Regions from separate parts of the Acanthopagrus latus genome. Here region 1 is linked to region 2. Evidence: chromatin contacts called from public Hi-C data. All regions are on one chromosome and are shown on one strand. The core of a region is the stretch at or near the end of the contact, and the rest is flanking DNA. Distances in the headings are between cores, read along the strand shown. Region 1 holds the start of ass1 (argininosuccinate synthase). Region 2 holds the start of bspry (B box and SPRY domain-containing protein).

Region 1 (3,527 bases), core at 544-3,043, 130 kb before region 2:
ATTGGCAGATGATGTGTTAGTGATGGACATGTATATTATACACTACTAGCCACAAGTCTCTGCTAAGACTGGTATCAAAATGTATTACCTTGTTGTAATCCATTACCTCACCAGATGAAGCAACAAGTGCTCTGGAAACAAGTTCAGTTTAGCAACGTTGTAAAATTTCATGAAGCACCAAGGGATATATACAGGCTTCAGAAGGGAACAAAAGCTTACATAGAGCTCGATAAGAAAGAAGGACACAAAGACTAGGATGTGGTTATACCGTGTCAATGTTGGTTACAAAACAAATAGGTTGAGTGGGAAATGGAGACAGCTTGCATCAACAATGAGTCAAGGTCAGATGAGAAGGCTATATTCAAGCTGTGATGAGAATGAAATGTAACAGAGAGAGAAACATACGTCACAACAAGCGCTAATGCAGTGACCATGTGAATTAAATCCAAAAAGGGTAACAGGGTCTGGCAGGATTTGCCCTTAATGTAATTGTTAAAACAATGTTGTCAGGGGATTTGCATTTCTAAAGAAACAGGGAAAAAGATGTGAAGTGAAGCAATGCAGTTTAGCTTTCAGACTTTCCTCAGTGCAGTTTAGCTGGCAGACATTATTCAAGCAATGCAGTTTAGCACCCAGTCATTAGTGAAGCAATGCAGGTCATCCGCTTACACTATGATTAACATACTTTACCTTTTGACTTGTTAAAATCTTCCATGACAAACTCCAGTCAAAATGCTCCACCACTAAAAAGAATTGTGAGTTTTACTCAACTTCTAAATCCCATTTGATGGCTTTTTTTACACTTACAATGCTTCATACTCCCTCAAACAAATGTGCCACCTACATACTTGAGCACCTGTCCTTTTGCCCTTTTGGTTGGGCTATTTTAGCATGTTATTATAAAAATGTTTTTTTTTTTCCATCTGAGCTTTTCCCACCGAAAGGTACACACCGTTGTACCTTTCATTACTGTAGTAGTAACATATACTAAGTAGTTGAAAATAGCTCCATTTAAATCTGATAATGAAATATATAGTGAGAGATGGTGAAAAAGTACTCAGATCTTTTAATTCATTGAACAAGGTTACATTTTTTTAAATTAAAAAAAAAAAAATACTCTGTTTGGATGTTCTGCATTCAAAATACTTACTTTTATTAAAATACATCAATATTAGCTTTAAAAGTACCAAAAGTAAAAAATCTGTTACTTTAAATCTATCTAGTTTTGATGACCGTTCTGCTGGCTGTTTGATGATTAGTTTAGTAGTTGAATTAACTGAGCTAATTTTTCCATTATTCAGTTAAGGGGATCTAGAAGAATGAGTGCTTTTACTTCTGATTCTATGAATTTATTCTGCTGATGATAAATTGAATGCATACCTGGGTAAAAGAAAAGTACGAAAAAATTACTTTAGTAAGAATGAATCTCACCTCTACGAATATTACTTGAGTGAAAGTTTCAAAGTATATGATGTTAAATGTAGGCCACCCATTTTCTGGAAAATTACAATGGCTGATTGTTTTCATTACTGGTTACATTGTGTGTAGCAGTAAAGGTGACCCTTTCAAGCAGAATGAGTACTTTTACTTTTGATTCCAAGTAAGTAATTTTAATACTTGTGTAATTTCAACATATGAATGCAGGAATGAATGAATACCTCTTCCACCACTGCTTACAGGCTTGAGACACTAAAACAGTGAATGAACTGAAACAGTAGAGACTAAAATATCCTGAACTCTAAAACAATGTTGTAATTGTAATTTCCCTAATGCAACTCAGGAGCATCTTTCATCATGAGTGATACACGATGTGAGCGCAGTGGATGACGCAATGAGAGGTTGGACCAATCACATATAAGCAGCGGTTGGTCTCAGAGCCCCTTCACTGCTCACACGGCGACAGCGTCTCTCCACAAATCGGCGGTTTGTTTATCGCTCACGTAAGTACTACCACAGCTCTACGATTTGAAGTGTCACTTAAAGGTTTTGTCTGTCTCTCGGTCACGACATTGCCTTTCGCCGCTTTCATCTTCAGGTAGAACCGGTTCGTCGCTTCAACTGACAAAATGCGTTGTTGTTGGTTTTTTTTTCCTCTCTCCGAAGAAAAAAAGCTAGCTAACAGAGAAAAGACAACAGTGTGTGTCTGTTAAGCTAATTCGTGTATACCCTGTTGCTGCCACAGTCAGACAGTTTGTTAAAACACGGGAGAAACAGATGCAGAGATTTAACTCATCATAATGAGAGGCGTCGCCGTTAATGTCCATTTAAAATGTACCCCCTCCCCAAATCCTGTTTTCACCCACGTGGATGGACGTGAAAGAAAAAAAAATTACACATTGCGAACATGTTTTTAAAGATGACGCATATAACTTCAACACCTCCTGCGTGTCAAAACCACAGAAACGATAATGGAAAGGTAGCTACATTCAAGGAAGCGGGAAACCACCTGTAAAGATTGCATCATGATCCTCTGCACATGTGGCTGAAACTTTAAAAAAAGGATGGTTAGGATGTTTTTTTATGACAAAATGGTGCTGTCAAAGCGATGGTGCAATGGTTGGGAACTTATTAATATTGGTTAATCTGTAACATTTAAAGGAGTACTCTGTAGTTGTGGGGCAGAAAGAAAGTCTTTTTTTTTTTTGAATGGCTTCTTAAAAACTGAATAAGCAAACTTCTTTATGAGACTAAAGAACAGTACAATTTCATACTGTTTAACTTTGTTTATATGTGGTGGACCCTGCCACATTGCTAGCTTCAGACAGTGTCCTGGGGGCCTTATTCTCCTCTGAGATCAGCTTGTTTTTTCATTTATGGAAAAGTGAAGGAAAAGCTGCATTAACAGTTAACTAGCTAGCGTGATCCATGGTTCGGCTGCTACTCATTGATTTGTTGCTGCTCTGCAAAACCATGGTGAAACAGCAGACATTCATGGTTACCCAGACTCTCTCTCCACCTCACTACATTTGTGTGAGCAATGCTATTCATTTGACAAAAAGCAGACAAAACAAACAGATAAATAAGATGAATTTGACTAAGAGCAATCAATGATAATCAATAATGTGTAAATAATAACTAATGAAGTATTAACATATCAAGTAGAGCAGTCTGGTGATTTTAAAAAAAGGGTCTTTGATGTAATGCAGCAGTTGACAACAGTTGTGCCACATCACAATATAATGATATCCAAACTCTAACACCACATATTGTCTCGTATCACAATAATGATAACATTTTTGATGTACTGCCCAGCTTTACTGTTAAGCACGTTAAACAATCTTACCTCAGTCCCAGGACCAGGGCTCCAGCTAATTAGTATTTGCTTCATTGATTAAAGTGCCTCCCAGTCATCTAAACCCCTTAGTTTCTAAAATGTCAGAAAATAGTGAAAATTACCAAATTCCCAGAGCCTAAGGTGAAATCACCAAATTTTTAATTACGTGCTGCCCAAGGTTCCGTCTTGGAACTGTGCGACTTTGACGATAAACGAAGCCGTTATTTGATAACCGAGGACACATAGGACCAAG
Region 2 (3,695 bases), core at 181-2,680:
CAACAAGAAAATCCTGTCTCTTCAAATACCACACAAATGAGCAGCGAGAAAAAAAACAAAAAACGACACATGGCACACCCAGGGACGAATTATGAAGTGCACTCATCGCTCTGTCAAACTCAGAAACACTTTCCACACATTATCAGCTTCCATTATCTACAAAGTTGCTGATAAACGGGAAAAATACATATTTTCTTTTTGTCATAGAGGCTCAAAGGCAAAGTAAGAGGGAAATATTTTTCATGTAAATTAGGTCAAATAAGTGAAAACATACATCTTAAAGGTGCAGTGAAGAAATTTTAATCAGAGGGGAAATGTACTCATTGCCTAAATAAACTAAATAAACAAACTCTCTTGTTTTTTTTTGTTTGTTTTTTTACAACTGAATAAACAAACTAACCTTAAAGGACAGCACAGTTTAATACTGCTTTACTTTGTTTATATTTGGCGGACCCTGCCACCTTTCTAGCCTCAAAAGTTACTTTCCTCTGAGAACAGCTTGTTTATTCATCATATTTTGCCTGAGTTTGTTTTATTGCCTCATTAATATTGTAAATATTACCAATCTGAGTTTGGATTTCTTCTCTTAAACTGCACAGAGCACACATTAGGAAGTAAGATGGCAACCCCATTCACACGAAGTGAAAGTAACCTCCTGCAGGTGTCCACATAATGAAATATGTAACTTCAAGACTTTATTTTTAAAGTTTAAAAAAAAACAAAAAACAAAACACCAGCATAATGCCATAGTCCAGTCAACACAGTATAAACAGGAGAAACACGGACACAGCAGGTGTATGAACACTCACCCTGACTGCGGTTACTCTGGCGGCCAGAGGGGTCACGGTGTGTCCGTGGCAGGAGCCCACGATGGCGCAGTGGGAGCAGATGAGTTTCTGCTCGGTCCCACAGAACCAGTCCAGCTCTGAGTCATGCTCCACGCACAGCTCGCCCTCCGCGGAGAAGATCCCGGACTCGGCGTCGGTGGTGTTGGTGTTGTTGGTGGTGGTCGCGCCGCCGGGGGAGGTCGACGCGTCGGTGTCCGCCTCCTCCCCCTGTCCCTTCAACACGGAGAAAATGGGCTGCTCACCGTCCATCCCCGAGGGTTTTGTTAAAGAGGTGCCCTCGGTGGCATAAGGCGAGGACGGGCATGTTAGATCGCACGTTGTGAGCTCCTCCGTCATGGCACAGTAAAAACGCAGCAGGTGCACCGGCCGAGCAGGAGACGCACCTACAGCACAGCGCAGTAATACAGGTGTAACAGGTGAGCGGAACACGGAAGTGAGGCGGACACCAGAGGTCAGCCCTGACTGGAAAGGGAAAAAAAAAAAAAAAAAAAAAGTTTTCTGCTCTGCTGGTTTTCACTTGTGTGGTTTGGGCGTCAGCTGTTAACGGCCTCTTACGTTTTCGAGCATGTGTCAGTCACAAGCAGGTAGAGCCTCTACTCTGGTGCGTTCAGGGCCTCACGACAGCCTGAGATATCAAGTTATTTAATGACGTTACAAGTTGTTTTCCTTCGTCTTTTTGGCCAGTTTCCAGCTGTGACCTAAGGTAGACACTAGTACCTGAAGTTCCTGGTAATACATGTAAGTATCCAAAGTAAATGTATTCATATTTACATCTGTAATGTATGTCTTGGGGCACCTTTTTTGCAAGGACCCCTCAAGCAAAACATTCTTATACCTACACGACCGAATAGGTCCCTCGACGGCAATTCCCACAGATGACATACGACACTGCCGTTGCTGCTTACAGGATCTTAATCTTGCAGTTACTGTTTGGATCTATTCAGGCAACACAAAGAGTTGGTTAGGTTTAGGAAAATATCATGGTTTCGGTAAAAATCACTACGTAACTTTAGTTAAGTACCGTTATGTTACATATGTGACATTACTATGATAACAAGTACTGCTGCCCTCTTGTTTCACATTGGATATGAACAGCCGTCTACTAGATGAAAGTCCTGTGCTTGTTTAACCCAACTGACCATCTTTTAAGTCTTCAAACTCACCTTTCTCACCACCCACATGTATTTGTGGTTGATATATTTATCGATATATCGATCGGGCACTAATTTGCTCGTGAAGGTTGTGAAAACATTCAATGAGCACATAAATGTAGTGAACTGCTAAACTCTAAACTTCCAAACAAGGTGGTCTGGCTTTAATTTCACAGTCACACGCAACATTACAACAACAACTTTGTACAGGTTTTTTAATATAAGACCCAGTCAACTTGAATTTGTGAGTGGAAAACAGTCCTATCATTTGATTTATTACCATTTCAGAACAAATTATTTTCATCTCTAACTCCTCAACTGCAAATGTAAAGAGACTGACAAACTTTTACTGTGAAATAAGTCTTGATGATATGATTTAAATCGTTCGTAAACGGTAATAAGTGTGAGAATCTGATGATGGCTGTTTATCATGATATGCTACCTGTATGCAAAACAACACGATAATGAAATTGATGTGATTAATTGTGCTTCTTTGTTATAGATCACATCCGACAAAACACTACCATTCCTTCTTGAGTTAGTTTACGATCACACTTTAGACAACAGAACTTTGTAAAATGAATAACTAATTATTATCATTATTATTATTATTATTATTATTATTATTATTATTATTATTATTATTATTATTATTATTATTGTAGTCAAGGTATTTTCACTTGGATTTCATGTATGTTTCCTAGATACTGTTGTGACAAAACTGTGGAAGAGTGTAATTACATTTTCCAGGGTGGAATAGGTAAATAGTTTCGTCACATGAGGGATCAGCGATACAGCCACACCTCAGACACAGCTCTGTTTAGCAATTTAGAAACGCCCATTGTCTGGATGAGGAGACTGTATATACATCATGAAAGATGGTCTAACCCTGTTACATAACCTGAGAAATTGGAAAGAATTAATTGATGTTAAGTTTTGCTGGTGACTTGATATTATCATGTTACTGGAAGACAACTTCATTTTTTCCCTTTAATGTGCCCATGTGACATTGTTGTAATTGTTAATTAAGTACCTTTTACCCTATGTGCTCAGCTTTTACCTGCAGATGCCAATATTAAAAGCATCCTGATGGGTAAAATCAGTACAAGAGGTTTTAAAACAAAGGAAAAGTAAAAGGCTCTGTATCCTCTTTACATCACTTTCTACCCTACCCCCTTTTAAACTGAGCTTAAATGAAAGACTTTTTTGTTAAAGCTGTTTGGGAGGAAACAGATCAGATCTCGAGAAATTGAAACCAGTACGAGGAGCGACACCCCCCCACTCCTCCCAGCTCCATGTCTCTGAGTAACTGGAGAGGAATGATTGGCAGAAGAGAGTCATGCCTTCTGGCTCAGACAAGGTGGATCTCTGCACATTTCTCTTTGAAATGAGAACAGCGGAGGCACAGGGCTGCCATTGTTCCCATCATAAGAAGATGTTTTGTAATGGGTAAAAACTAGTAAACATTGGACATACAGGTGTTCACAACATGGAACAAACAAGGATTACCTGTGATGTCAAGGAAACAGCTCAAACCTTGAATACACACTGTAAAGAGCGGGGCACAACAACAGCTGATATTTTCACTTGAGCTTTTTAAGCTAAAGCATTAGCATGCATGCCACCTGAAGTGGCTGCACAAGCTCAATGGTGCATTGAGGGTGGAAATAAACAATCTGGAAATTCTATTTCATTT

Evidence for each region. Hi-C and Micro-C count contacts between places; a contact is called where the count stands out from the background.
Region 1: a Hi-C map of muscle shows a contact between it and region 2, with 2.4 times the contacts expected there. The contact joins the promoter of ass1 here to the promoter of bspry in region 2. A contact is called at or near these places in 2 of 4 Hi-C or Micro-C datasets (liver and muscle).

The regions. Positions count from the first base shown.
Region 1 is chr12:15,664,802-15,668,328 of fAcaLat1.1, reverse strand. ass1 (argininosuccinate synthase) reads left to right here and starts at 1,793. Exons shown (of 17, transcript XR_005078105.1): 1 at 1,793-1,940.
Region 2 is chr12:15,533,742-15,537,436 of fAcaLat1.1, reverse strand. bspry (B box and SPRY domain-containing protein) reads right to left here and starts at 1,430. Exons shown (of 7, transcript XM_037117232.1): 1 at 1,404-1,430; 2 at 810-1,310. The coding sequence starts at 1,415.